Linked DNA regions of Mus musculus: regions 2, 3, 4 and 5 are each linked to region 1. A link is a contact called in public promoter capture Hi-C data. All regions are on one chromosome and are shown on one strand. Each heading gives the region's core, a stretch centred on a gene start, on an enhancer-like site or on the middle of the called end of the contact. The rest is flanking DNA. Distances are from core to core; before and after follow the strand shown. Region 1 holds the start of Slitrk6 (SLIT and NTRK-like family, member 6). Region 2 has its middle 190 kb from the start of Gm25901. Region 3 has its middle 160 kb from the start of Gm25901. Region 4 has its middle 100 kb from the start of Gm25901. Region 5 has its middle 210 kb from the start of Gm23242.

What was found. Promoter capture Hi-C pulls out the DNA fragments that hold promoters and counts their contacts.
Region 2: a contact with region 1 is called in a promoter capture Hi-C map of second pharyngeal arch cranial neural crest. The contact joins the enhancer-like site here to the promoter of Slitrk6 in region 1. A contact is called at or near these places in 7 of 39 promoter capture datasets (the 3T3-L1 cell line, cranial neural crest, frontonasal cranial neural crest and 4 more) and 4 of 115 datasets of contacts at active chromatin or transcription factors (acute myeloid leukemia, a beta-TC-6 cell line, craniofacial prominence and 1 more).
Region 3: a contact with region 1 is called in a promoter capture Hi-C map of second pharyngeal arch cranial neural crest. The contact joins the enhancer-like site here to the promoter of Slitrk6 in region 1. A contact is called at or near these places in 11 of 39 promoter capture datasets (the 3T3-L1 cell line, the C10 cell line, HPC-7-derived erythroid cells and 7 more), 1 of 484 Hi-C or Micro-C datasets (embryonic fibroblasts) and 2 of 115 datasets of contacts at active chromatin or transcription factors (acute myeloid leukemia and embryonic limb bud).
Region 4: a promoter capture Hi-C map of second pharyngeal arch cranial neural crest shows a contact between it and region 1. The contact joins the enhancer-like site here to the promoter of Slitrk6 in region 1. A contact is called at or near these places in 10 of 39 promoter capture datasets (the 3T3-L1 cell line, the C10 cell line, cranial neural crest and 6 more) and 1 of 115 datasets of contacts at active chromatin or transcription factors (craniofacial prominence).
Region 5: a contact with region 1 is called in a promoter capture Hi-C map of cranial neural crest. The contact joins the enhancer-like site here to the promoter of Slitrk6 in region 1. A contact is called at or near these places in 10 of 39 promoter capture datasets (the 3T3-L1 cell line, the HPC-7 cell line, HPC-7-derived erythroid cells and 7 more), 1 of 484 Hi-C or Micro-C datasets (ventricular fibroblasts) and 2 of 115 datasets of contacts at active chromatin or transcription factors (acute myeloid leukemia and craniofacial prominence).

Annotation. Positions count from the first base shown.
Region 1 is chr14:110,753,784-110,756,483 of GRCm38.p6, reverse strand. Slitrk6 (SLIT and NTRK-like family, member 6) reads left to right here and starts at 1,335. Exons shown (of 2, transcript NM_175499.4): 1 at 1,335-1,856.
Region 2 is chr14:110,076,692-110,079,391 of GRCm38.p6, reverse strand. No RefSeq gene overlaps it. Among named protein-coding and RNA genes, the nearest start is that of Gm25901, 190 kb to the right of the region's middle. Within about 2 kb of position 1,426, at least 7 of the 459 cell types and tissues checked have an H3K27ac peak or open chromatin away from gene starts, as enhancers often do. A contact at or near this core is called in craniofacial prominence, embryonic limb bud and second pharyngeal arch cranial neural crest, where this site is marked.
Region 3 is chr14:110,046,649-110,049,348 of GRCm38.p6, reverse strand. No RefSeq gene overlaps it. Among named protein-coding and RNA genes, the nearest start is that of Gm25901, 160 kb to the right of the region's middle. Within about 2 kb of position 1,433, at least 8 of the 459 cell types and tissues checked have an H3K27ac peak or open chromatin away from gene starts, as enhancers often do. A contact at or near this core is called in embryonic limb bud and second pharyngeal arch cranial neural crest, where this site is marked.
Region 4 is chr14:109,983,903-109,986,602 of GRCm38.p6, reverse strand. No RefSeq gene overlaps it. Among named protein-coding and RNA genes, the nearest start is that of Gm25901, 100 kb to the right of the region's middle. Within about 2 kb of position 1,397, at least 1 of the 459 cell types and tissues checked has an H3K27ac peak or open chromatin away from gene starts, as enhancers often do. A contact at or near this core is called in second pharyngeal arch cranial neural crest, where this site is marked.
Region 5 is chr14:110,214,418-110,217,117 of GRCm38.p6, reverse strand. No RefSeq gene overlaps it. Among named protein-coding and RNA genes, the nearest start is that of Gm23242, 210 kb to the left of the region's middle. Within about 2 kb of position 1,432, at least 8 of the 459 cell types and tissues checked have an H3K27ac peak or open chromatin away from gene starts, as enhancers often do.

The DNA.
Region 1 (2,700 bases), core at 86-2,585:
TAAGTAGGTTTGAGTTAGCCAATCAGTGTATACTCTGACAATCATTCCCTCATTTTAGTTTAATGCCCACTCTTCATCCTCCTATTTCTCACAATTTTTCCTGTCCTCTTGGCTCTGCCCCAATTTTAATACACACAATGCCAAGGAAATAGATAAAAGAGTGAATAGATAACATAATACAGAGGAATCATCATAAAATCCTGGACGACCTAAGTGTATACTTAGGTCAATAACTGAATAAAAATCCAGTTGTTATTCTTGCTTTTTGATATTGTACTTATCATCAGAGTGAATTTTTCTGAAGTGATATGTCAGGTTATGTGTAATCTTAGGGCAAGAAGAAATCTAAACAGTATGTGTTTGGAGAAACAAATATGGGTATCTAATACATTCATTTTATGAATGAAATGATCAGGCATTTGGAATGCCATAAATAAATAAGTTCTTATAATCACACTGTTAGAGAACTAAAGAAGTAAACTTTGTGAATCCTCAGAAAGATTTTAAAATGTATAAGATTAGAAGAAACAAATATTTTTAAAATATGAACTACTTAGGAGCTTGTATTCTTCTCAGCTAATACAATTAAAATCAAAATGCTGCAGTTATTACATAAGTAACTAGATTCACTTTGATGTGTAAATATAATTTCATACGTAGGTGTGTGACATGCAGCTTATAAAGCAGTCTAAATAATCTTATTTATTTAAATACCTTTTAAAATAATTGCACTTCCATTGTAAACAAAAATCTGAATAAGTCAGAAGCAGCAGTGGCCCCAAATTTTAGCTTCATTATAAAATATTTTCTCTAGTGGGGAAAATAATGAAGCCTGAAAACTATAGTCGCACATCAGGCTTTTGATTTATTTTTAAATGGTGAATGAAAAAGCCATGTTCTTCAGAGAAGCAATTTGTGTCACATTTTAAATTTAATTAGTGCCCAATTTCAACTCAAAACACCAAGCATAAAATGACAGGAAGTAACTATTGTGCAGGAAGGCTGCTTGTCGTTTCAGTGTGTGTGTGTGTGTGTGTGTTGAGTATACTGCTGTGCAAGAAACAATTTCAGCATTATATTATTCATGGTTCGTTCATAACAAAACACATTATTAAGCATTTAAAGCCACGTGCAATCATTTCCATCAAAATTCATTTGCTCTCTATTTGATAAAAAATAAATAAATAAATAAATAAAGCAGTGCAAAGACCGTTTGCAGAAATAGGAGGCACTGAACAGTCCCAAGGTGGAGCTGTCTCCTGTGTTATATGACACTGGCAGATTAAAGCACTTCTGATGGGGAAGGGCTTAAAGGCTGAGTCAAAAGCCAAGAAGTCTCTTTATTTACGCCTACCTCCCAGTCCTTGGCAATCTGACTAATAACAAACTGAGCTAACTAGAAAGACTCGACCGAGAGGAAGGAGAGCTGTACAGCAGTCTGGATCTACAACCAAAGAAAGCAAGAGTGAACACCCCCGGGTCTCCGCAAAGCGTCTTGTTTATTTACAGTGATCAGCAGCTTGTCAATGGTTAACTATATGCAAAACAAAGTCAGCATAGCTGTGAAGTATGCTGTGAATATTAATTGGGGGAGAAAGGGACTCTGGCTTCAGGATGCTCCAGTGTGTGTTCTGCCTGCAAGACTTTCAATGAAAATTAAGGGCTCAGTGTTTCGCCTTCGACCAGATGTTTTAACTTTCTGAAGCTATGAGACTTGAGAAAAAGTGATATTTGAGGAGAAAGTGCACTGTGGTCCTGTGGTTGGTGTTTTCTTTTTCAATAAAGAACCTGATTGACTTTGGACACTTCTTCCAGCTGGGCATTTCATATCGCACCAGGAAGTGACTGCTTTACAGGTAAGAGGAATGTTTGCAGCTTTTTTTTATATCGATATTTGTATTATCTTGAAGACAGTGAAAATCTCTCTCTCTCTCTCTCTCTCTCTCTCTCTCTCTCTCTCTCTCTCTCTCTCTCTCTCTCTTTCTCTCTCTCTCTCTCTCTCTCTCTCTCTCTCTCTTCCTTAAAGGATACTCATTTTATCTTTGTTCACTGGCCAAGCGAATGCCGAAGCAGATGCTTTGTCTCCTGAGCTGTGGGCATTTAGTTCAACAGCTGGCTGATTCCATAATATGCGATTCTTTCTTTTTAAATACGCAGTTTGTTGTTAGAAGCTAAAAGTGTGTGCCTTCTGAGGCACAGCTGTATGCTATGGTTGAATTTCAAGTATAGGCACATTAGGCAATGCTTTGAACTTCGTATGATACTTTTATATGGTTCTGTCATGAAATTATATAGTCTGAAAATATGCCATTGGAGTTGTGGCTATTTTAAGATTATATTAGATATGGGCAATAGAGGCTGATTCTTGATAGCTATACATTTCTGAAAAGATTTAAAAATACACCATGCACATTTTAAATAGCATAAATTGCTTATAAGATAAAAAATAAGCTGTTAACATCTGGAAAATATTTACTGGGTTCTCAGGATGCTGCTGTTGATGAAATAAATCAAACTCCTTGTTAGTAATTTATGAATTACTTAGACTTTCTGTGAGCCAAAGCACAAGCGGAAGGCTCCAATACAAGCTCCTTCCTTCTGAGCAGAGTGCTCTGGACTGTTTAAAATTAGTCTTTCTCCCCATGGAAATGTAGATCCTCCTAACTTTGCCTTGACATGCAAAGGCTTTCTATTGTTTTG
Region 2 (2,700 bases), core at 177-2,676, 680 kb after region 1:
CTGTCCCTGTCCATCTATCTCTCTCCTTCCATCTAGTCCTCTCTCTCTCTCTCTTACTCTGTCTCTCTCTCTCTCTCTCTCTCTCTCTCTCTCTCTCTCTCACACACACACACACACACACACACACACACACACACACACATCATAAATACTACATCGTCCTTTCGGTCTCATCAAGTTATGTAGACCAGGTAGGATTTCAAATTGGAAATGTTTGCCTACCTCTTCTTTCAGGGTGTGGTTAAAGGATACACCGTCAATCTAAGACACAGGGCATTGATATAATATTTCTCTTTTAGAATGGCTCTATTATAGAAATCTCCTGGAGACAGTAATGACTGTCTCATGAAACAATGATTACTAGGACAATGAGATACAGATGTATAGTAGATTTTTGAGAGAGAATATTGGCTAGTGGTCTCAAACTTTTAATATAGATTTTCCCAGACAAAAGAGCTACCAGGAAATGATGTAGGCACGTGAGAAAATAAATGATGTTATATTTTGTTTATAGACAAAAAAGTTATTGTTGAGGATTATAGGCACATTTTTAACAGAACACTGAGGAATTAAATAGCATGTGCACTCAGATACTTTTCCATAATTTATTCTTTTTTTTAGTCCTTTTCTTTGATTCATTTCTTGGCGTTAAAGATCATAATGGATTTTGCTGTATATGTTTAAATAACGGACAGCTTTATTTTCCATCTTAGTAACTCAGACACTCCAGGGCTCTAATTCTTTCCAGGTTCCTGTTTGTATATTAAGTTGACTCTTAAAGTAAAATATACCACATGCACTGAACTCTGACGTCTCCAGCCCCATGTGTTTCTTCAAAGACAGTACCTCACATGTAGATTCCTAGGCCACTCGGAAACTGTCCCCAGATCCTTTCTGCTCGCCTCTTTGAAAAGCCTTTGAAATGCCACATGTATGCACAGAAAACTCTGGGATTCATCACTGCATTACAAATTCCAGATGCAAGCAAGCTTCCTGCTGAAATTCGGAGACTGGAAAAGAATCAAAACATGCCATCCATCATGTTAAAGTAAGGCTAGGAGTAAATTTAAAGGGAAATTTAAGGAAGGTGGATCTCAAAATAGCCTCCACCAACTAATCCTTGGATCCTCCTCATTCAGTTGCATTTAGCATTAGCTATGATGAAATTCTCATGGTCAGAGACAGCAGACAACAATGGATCAGGAACAGGGCTTTTTATGCTAGACGGGGTGTTTGTTCAGTTTTCATAGACAAACTCATGCTATCATCAACTTTTATTTATTTCAAAATGTATTACCAAACAAAGCAAGTGTAGTACCGCATAGAGTGTGTAATTTGAAAGGAAAGAAGCAAACATGAGTTCTATCAATAGAGTTAACTTTGGGGTGACAATTTATTCTTGTCTATATTAAGTGGTACAGATTTCATTATGGAGGAAAGAATTACAGTTAGAATAATAGGGATATTTTTCTAGTTGGTTAGACTGGAGATGATTTTGCAGCATTATGTAGCAGTTGACTCCTGTACCTTTTTATTTTTTGAAAGTATTTACTTTTACTGTGGCTTTCACCTTAGAAATGGGACACATGTTTTGTTTTTTTTCTATGACTTTTCAAAGCATTTTAGTTTTGAGATGGTAGAGATATAGTATATTACATGTGAATACAGATTTACATATCTACCATATTTACCCAGATCATTTTTTTCCTTCAAAATATGTCTACTACTGTTTCATTCATTTTTCTTTACATCAAAACCCATAAGAAACACATATAGAGACAAATACTGCTACATTTGCAGATACACACGTAAAAAGATAAAACCAGAAGTCATAATATATATGCAATAAGTAAGTAAGGTTAAATAAAATTGCCATGACATAACATTGTGACAAAGAACCTCCAAGGATGCCGTTGCAATCCTTTTCTTTCTTTTTTTTTCTTTCTTTTTTTTTCTTCTTCTTCTTCTTTTTTTTAAAAAAAGATTTATTTAAAATCGGGGCCTTCAGAAGAGCAGTCGGCACTCTTTAACTACTGAGCCATCTTGCCAGCCCAATGGTCTGTGTTCTTTTTTTTTTTTTTTAATTACGTATTTTATTCAATTACATTTCCAATGCTATCCAAAAAGTTCCCCCCACCCCCACACTCCCCTACCCACCCATTCCCATTTTTTGGCCCTGGCATTCCCCTGTACTGGGGCATATAACGTTTGCAAGACCAATGGGCCTCTCTTTCCAGTGATGGCCGACTAGGTCATCTTTCGATACATATGCAGCTAGAGTCAAGAGCTCTGGGGTACTGGTTAGTTCATAATGTTGTTCCTCCGATAGGGTTGCAGATCTCTTTAGCTCCTTGGATACTTTCTCTAGCTCCTCCATTGGGGGCCCTGTGATCCATTCAGTAGTTGACTGTGAGCATCCACTTCTGTGTTTGCTAGGCCCTGGCCTAGTCTCACAAGGGACAGCTATATCACCATCCTTGCAACAAAGGCTTGCTAGTGTATGCAATGGTGTCATCGCTTGGAGGCTAATTATGGGATGGATCCCTGGATATGGCAGTCTTTAGATGGACCATCCTTTTGTCTCAGCTCCAAACTTTGTCTCTGTAACTCCTTCCATGGGTGATTGTTTCCAATTCTAAGAATGAGCTTTTCTATTGATGGCCTATAATTGGAATTGACCATTCTCCAAGTGTGTTTTGT
Region 3 (2,700 bases), core at 184-2,683, 710 kb after region 1:
ACTTCTGAAGCAGAAGAAAACAATGAAAGATTTTACACCGAGGTTTGTTGTTTTTGTTGTTGCTGCTGGAGTTTAAACAGTGGCAGTAGGGATGTCTTTCATTCTTTTGCCTGCTTGTGAGACCTCCATCATGCTGTGCTTGGTTGATACCAATGAGGGGCTTGCTGCTTTCTGAAGGGAAATGGACAGATGTGGATTAGGGAAGAGTAGAGGTACCAGAGGTAGATACTGCGTGGAGAGAAGGGAGGGGAGGCTTGAAGAGAGGATGTACTGTATGAGAGAAGAATAAATAAAAAAATGAAAATTATAGAACACGCTAGACTGCTCATGCTAAGGTTACTTTACCTCACTGTGAGAAATGTTTCATTAGAACCTGTGAGGTGGCTCCATGGGGAAAGATATTGCTATCAATCTTAATGACCTTAGCTTAGTCTCTGCAACTGGCATGGTAGCAGGAGAGAATCAAATTATCCACATTTTCATCTTACCTCTATCTGAACTCCCTAGCATCCAAAACTACTGTTGACATGAAGACCAGAAAAAACTGGAGACCTTGAAATAGAATTTATTACCATTACTTAGATAAAGCTAAAAACATAACTGTACTTTAATTTCAAGTTAAAATTTCACATTAAAATTATATTTTATCAAATTCCTAGACCCTTATAATAGCTGCACAATATTTTTATGTTAATATACAGTCAAATCAAAGAAGTGTTATTCATTTCTCAGAACTGTATTAGATAGTACACACTACATGCTTATATGTAGGTGTGAAATAATATCAAAATCTTATTAACTCATATATACAAATATTCAGTGAAAAACAATTTTTTTATCAGCATATCTTTTGGCTTGACTTAACTTTATCATTTTAAAAATTACAAAATCTAGTGGAATAAATATATGTTTGATATTATCCTGTGGGAAGCGGTTTCTGCTGTGCCTGTGTGGCTTAATTGGTAAACAAGTAATGTGCGCAGGTGTAAGAGTAAATTCGTGCCAAGTCACTGCCCATCCCGGGGCATGGTGATGAGGCTCTGGGAGAGCACCCAATCAGGTGTGGACACACCACACTAAGGTGTATATAAGCAACGCCTTTTTGGTGCTTGGGGTCTTCCTCTTTATGTTGAAACTGGGGTAATAAAGTTGCTACAGAAGGATCCGATTTCTCACGCGTGTGTTCTTGCTGGCGAGACAATAGCGCGTGTGAGATTATCCTCTTACAATGATGCTTGTATATAATGAGGCATATTCACAGTCAGAATACAGATGATATTTTCCAGGATCCATCCATATGTGACTTGACTCTGACAAAGAATATAGGTAGAAAGTAATGTGTTCAATTTCCTGTTTCTTTAGAGTGTGCCCTATGGGTTTCATTTCCCATTTTCACCTACTCAATGACTGCCATATGGCACAGATGGTGAGTTCTGAGACTGGCTGAGTAAAAAAACAATCCACAGAGATTATAAACCACACAGGCAAGTAGCTGGACTCCAGATGACAATGTGAAGCAAAAACAGATCAAGTTGTACATGACGGAAACATCATGTTACTGTTTACTTATGTTAAAAATTTAAATATTCAGTTGTTATATCCTAGGTTACCAATTACTCACTAATGAAATATGCTAATTAAAGTAACCAGAGAGCACATCAGCTCACTGTCACTAATTAAATGTGAAAATTTCAGTTGAAGTAAGCTTTATAGTAATGGAAGGTTCTGCATGCTATTGGAAGAATAAAGAAATCATCCGTTGTACCAACCTGTGAATCGTATTATTGTTTTAATGTAAAAATTAACCTTATATTCTTTCTTGCTTCCCCTCTCTTTTTCTTCATTCCTCCATCTCTCTCTCTCAGCCTTTTCCTTCTTTTTTTCTTGTTCTCACAATCTCTTTTGTCTCTCTCAAAAAGACAAATATTTAAAGAACCCCATACTTTGATTTTAGACACTCTAATACCTACAAAGATCTTTTGTCAATATTGGAGTTGAAAGGAAATGATAAGGTACCCAAAAGATGGATGCTGTTCTGAGTCCATTGAAAGATTCTAATAGACTTTTATTTAAGTATTTTAGAAGTATCCTCTGTTCTGGTTTGTTCCAGTTCCCTGCTTAGGGCTGATAACCATGGCCCTACATTTTCTTCACATGTCTTTGCAGCCTTTAGTCAATGACTTCCTCTCCTTCCAACAACTGGGAGTTATGCTAAAAAATGTCACCACTGCATTTTGTATTCTTCTTAGATCATCAGTTCTCAACCTATAAGTTGAGATTTTTGGTGGAGTCAAATGAATTCTACAGGGGTTGCCTAAGACCATCAGAAAACACAGACATTTACATAATGAGTCATAGCACTAGCAAAATTATAATTATGAAGTAGCAGTAAAAATAATTATGTGGTTGGGGGTTATGACAAATGAGGAACTGTCTTAAAGCGTCACAAGATTAGAAAGCTTGACAACCACTGTTATAGATAATCACACTGGAGCTGTTCCCTAACCGCCACACAGAATTCTCATACTTGTGTCAAATAAACTGGATTGGTAAATCTCTAACTGCAGGGTTTTGTCCTCAGAAGGTAAAGTGTAGCAAAGGCAGATCTAAGTTGAGGCAAACCAGAGCACACATCAACAAAATACCAGTTCTAGACATGGCCTAATTTAGCTGGATATGACTGCCAGACAGAGGTCCTGG
Region 4 (2,700 bases), core at 148-2,647, 770 kb after region 1:
TATGTGAGCAGATAGATTGGGTCAAGCCAGGAAGGGAGGTAGGAGCTGAATCTGAGAAGACTGTAGTGAGAAGAAGCTATGGTAAAGATTTATCAGATGAGAGAAGAGTCTATTGTCACTTTAAAAAAATCCTTATAAATCACCAGTTAAGTTAATAATGAACAGCAGTTTCTTTATTTCAAATGAGTCCTGGATTTCAAGTATGCAAATATCTTAGTTCTTCATATAAGCTTATATAGACAATTCTTTTTTACAACTGTAAGTCATCAAGCAGTTGCTGGGATTTGAACCAGGGTCCTTTGGAATTGCAGTCTGTGATCCTAACTGCTGAGCCACTGTTCCAGCACAACAATTCTTTATCACTGTGTTCATTTACCCACTAAAAAGCTCTTCCTGCTATTCTACTGTATTGTTTATTATTGGGTATGCTCATATGTTTTGTTTATTGCATTAAAATGGATTATTGAGAGCCAGGGAGATGGCTCTGTAGTTGGAAGAACTAGTTTCTTTTTCATAACCCTTGAGATCAATTCCCAGAACGACAAGGTGTCTCACAACCATCTATAGCTGTAGTCCCATGGGAATAGATGCTCTCTTCCACTGTAGAGATAGAAAGATATATATGCACATTAAACATCCACATACATAAAATAAATACTTTTAAATGTGTATTGTCCTAAACTATATAATTTAATAAACCCACATAGATTTTGCAATCTTTATAAACCTTAAATAAATTGTTTGAAAATATGCTAGATGTTACATAACTTCTCTAATACATTTATAGAAAAAAGTGCCAGATTCAAATGTCACAGAATGTGAAATTCTTGCTTTCTATAATGCTGTCATTAAAAGGAATCCTTCTAATAAAGTTCTCTAACATTGCATAATAAAAATTGAATTCTTCATCCTCATATGAACTAGTAGATTAAAAGTGCCAAGGTTTTAACAGTTACATAATTGAAGTACATTGTTTAGAGGTTATAAAAATAAAACTACTCACACACTGGCTGAACAGAATAGTCACCTCAGTAACAACAACTTGCACATCCCTGTTTCTTTGCAGGAATTGGGACTTTCAAAAGGCACATTTTAGGCTATTTTTGTCTATTTGTTTTTGTTTCTAAAGGGAAGCATTAGAGATTATGCAGTAAGTCTGTGTTCACATAAAATGAAGTCAAGTCTATTGCACCCGGATTTTCAAGGCTAAATCCTCTGCTCAAGGAAAACTATTTTATTTTAATCCGTTTCAAATGTACAGTCTAAATTCATAATTAAATTTTCTCAGTGTGAGAAAAGTATAGCATGTATTTCGGGTGTCACTATTGAGTGTCATGAGTGCAATTATCCATCTTATACTAGTCTGACCCTGTCTGAAGTTGTCTGTGTTCTCTCACAATTGACCATGTGGCGAGGCATATGGTATTAAACACTGGCATGAACAGACAGCATTAGCCAGCTTGAAATGTTATCAAAATCTGTCAAAAGGTCTTCTAACATTCTGGTATAAATATAAGTCATCTTTTATTTGTAAAAAAAAAAATAAATGTAAGGCATAAAAACCTACCAAACAACACAATAACGATTATATTTTTGTTAATTGTTGATCCACATTGTCAAACTATATCCTGATCATCTTGTTGCAAAACAGTTTACTCTGCTAAAAGTCTTTTAAACAATTTTTCTAAGCCTCAAAATAATATGGTAAATGTATTTACATATAAGGAAGGTATTCTCAGTTTTAGAATATTGTTCATATAACTACAGTGAATATAAACTAGATTAAAACGAGAATCTGTGAACTTTGTTTCTTTTACAATCATTTGTACATCTATTCTCACAGTGGTAATTAGCCTTATGTGAACCACAAGCATAAAATATACATTATCATATTCAATAAATTATTGTTATATGTAATAAGATTTGTCATAATAAAATATTAAAACAGAATATTATCCTATTAAAACATATATTTTATTGCATGTAGTGTAATATGTATTTACGTAGTGAGTGTATAGGGTTATGGGGGTACTCAAAATCTATTGTGCATTTGTGGAGGTGTGAGAAAAAATTTCACTGGCTCAGTAAATTTTTTAGTACAACTTTGCATCAAAACATGAATCATATTTCTACACTAATAATTACACAGCTAGATATTGAATCTGGGTTTACTTTGCTGTCAACATTTATAGATTCATTATTAGATGCTCAGAATATTTTAACCATCACAATACACATTCTCTTAAGCTGTCTTAGTAACTGCTATGGAAAACTCTGATGCTGTTCCACAGGCCCATGGTACCTTACTAAATATACTCTTCACACTTTTATAACCTGCTCTGAGTGCAAACCAATATCTATTATCCCAAGGGGCATTGCTTTTGTTTTTTTGCTTTTTTTCTTTAAAGAATATAAATACACATTTTTTTCTGTCATATACATATTGATAAGATCTTTTTTATTAGATATTTTCTTTATTTACATTTCAAGTATTATGGCTTTTCCTGGTTTCCCTTCTGAAACCCCCCTATACCCTCTCCCCTCCCCTTGCTCTCCAACACACCCACTCCTGCTTCCTGGTCCTGGCATTCCCCTACATTTGGTCATAGAGCCTTCATAGTATCAAGGGCCTCTCCTCTCACTGATGAACAACAAGGCCATCCTCTGCTTCATATGCATCTGGAGACATGAGTTCCCCCC
Region 5 (2,700 bases), core at 183-2,682, 540 kb after region 1:
TTTAAAATAAGTAACCTCCTGTCTCCATTTCAAACCGTGCCTCTCTTCCTTTCCCTCTCTCATTGGTCACATTGACAGTTTACCCACGACTCTTCGGTTCTGACTTTGTCCAATACGAAAGAACCACGCTGACGAAAGCATTAGGGGACACACACTGAAATTTTACCTTAAAGATTGTCCTAAAATGGTGGCAGTGGTGACTCTAAAGGCAAATCAATAGCAATTTTGTATTGGGGAGTTTCATGTTGTAGAATGTGAACCAAAGTATGTAAAATGTTTGTGAAGGACCTTAGTGTAGTGAGACTCCATAATTTCGATTCCTTTGCAGTTAACAACTTTTTTTTTTACACTCCATATTTTATTCACCACCCCACACCCGACCCATCCACTGACTACTCTACATCCCAAACTTCATCCCCACCCCCTGTCTCCATGTGGATGGCCCCACCCTCCACCCCACCTGACCTCAAGAACAATTATTTGGTATGGGGTGAATTTGGAGTTGGAAGTGGAAATGTGAGACCCCGACTTAGAGTGTTTCTCCCTGGAAGGTAAAGCCCCTGGATGTTCCCCAAGCTTGTTTCCCTGATCTCTAAAATACAGCTAGAAAGAAGCTCTTTGTTCTCTATAGCCAGCAAAAAGCCTTTTTGTTTCTATACTGTACAACCAGAGATGCCTGCCTTCCTGTGCCGAGGACACGGAGATAAAAATTCAGAAAGAACTCACTACCCACTCCTGCCTTGTAAATTTCACCAAGGACACCAGGAATAGAAGAACTCTTCCCAACTCCTCCCAACTCCTCAGCTAGCTGTTAAAAGCCCCCTACCTTCACTGCTAGGGGTTGAACTCCCCTGCCCTGCAAGGCGGAGGGACTTAGTCCTCAGCAAGCTGATAATAAAAGCTCTTGCACTTTGCAACAGGTGTGGTTTTCTATCGGACACTGGGGTGCTGGCCAGCTCATCCAGGGACTTGAGCAGAGGCCCAGCTTCAGGAGGTCTTATAGAAACATTCAACTACAAACATCCAACTACAAATTTATTTTGCTTTAAAGAGTCTTCAATTTTTCCTTTTAAAAAAGTTTATTCTCTCATGCAATACATCCTAACCACACATATCATGCCTCATCTGCCTGCCAGATCAACTGCTCTCTTCAGAAAAAAAAGCAGGCTTCCTAGGGATATCAACCAAACCTGGCAAAGCAAGATGCAGTCAGAGTAGACACAAAGCATCCTATCAAAGCTGGATGAAGCAACTCAGCTGGAGTCAAAGGGTCCCAAGTGGAGACAAAACCTCAGAGACACCAGCAGTCCCACTGTTAACACTCTCACAAGAACCCCAAGCTGAAAAACCACAACATACATGCAGAGGAAATACCAGCGCAGAACCTTGCAGAATCTATGATTGCTGCTGCAGTTGTGAGCCCCTATAAGCCCTGCTTTTGATTTTGAGGGACCTGTTTTCCTGGTGTTCTCAAACTCTCTAGTTTCTACATTCTGTCCCTGCCCCTGTGGCTTCCAAGAAATCTTTATATTTTCTTTGCATTTTTGTCCTGGCTTCAGCATCTAGTTCAAACCTGCAGTCAATCATTCCTTCTTCTCTCCATTTTTAAGTCTCTAGTGACAATCATATTTACATGCCTCTAAGAAGCCATGCTTATTTTAAGCCTATATGGTATATATAGTTTTCATAGTAATGATTCTTTCAAATTTGGAGCTATAATATTAGTTTAAACGTGTTTCTCCTTGCAAATCATACTCATACTCTATATTTCTTTTCATGTCTGGATTATAGCCACTTTGCAGAGGACAAAAATTACTGGAAGCTCTTATTTTTTAGGCATAATCTATAAAGTGTTCTCACAAAATGAAAGTACAGGAACTTTGCCATTTCCCTGACATTTCTAAGCAAGCGTCTCTTCAATCTAGGAAAAGGAGAATAGTGATTCATGCTCAGCATGGAAATCAAATCAAATCAAAACAAATCAAAACAAAACAACAAAATCTAATTAAAAACAGAGTGTTAGTGTTAGGAATTTATAGGCTACGTTTACAGGAGTTATGCCTAGGACTTTCTTCTTCTCTGCTTTTACCATGTGAAACTCATTTTAAAGAAAGGGTCATCATATGTTTTTGATAATTTGCACTCAGCTTTTAAAAGTACAGTGCTTTAGAAAGTATTTGAAGTCTACATAATTTCTGAGCCATTTCAAAGCCATTATATTGAAGTTGGGGAGTCATATTTTGCTAAAGTATCTAATTAAATAGAAAATACTTGACTTTTGCAAAATATAAAACAGAAAAGCATCCACATATATATATATATTTTTTCTATTTTTGTACTTTAATGAATATGTCTAAAAGTTCTTAGTGGTTAAAAAATTGAAGTAACTTTTGAAATTAAAATTTTAATTCATTGTTAAATATTTTAAATTAAAAAAAATTTCAATGACCTAAAGAAAACAACCTCAATGGAGTGTTAGGAGGTTCCTTGTTTCACAAGGTCACATCTAAATATTTCCTTAAAGATACATATTGTTTTAAATTATTATTTTTATATTTATCTTATTTTGTATATTTTTATTCTCTCTTTTTACCTTATAGGTTGTGTATATATTATGGCTTCCAGATTAGTGTTTTTATAAGACTGCTTCTCTTGTTTCTTGTACATTTTTCTTGGGCTCCTTTTCCTTGCATGTGTTGT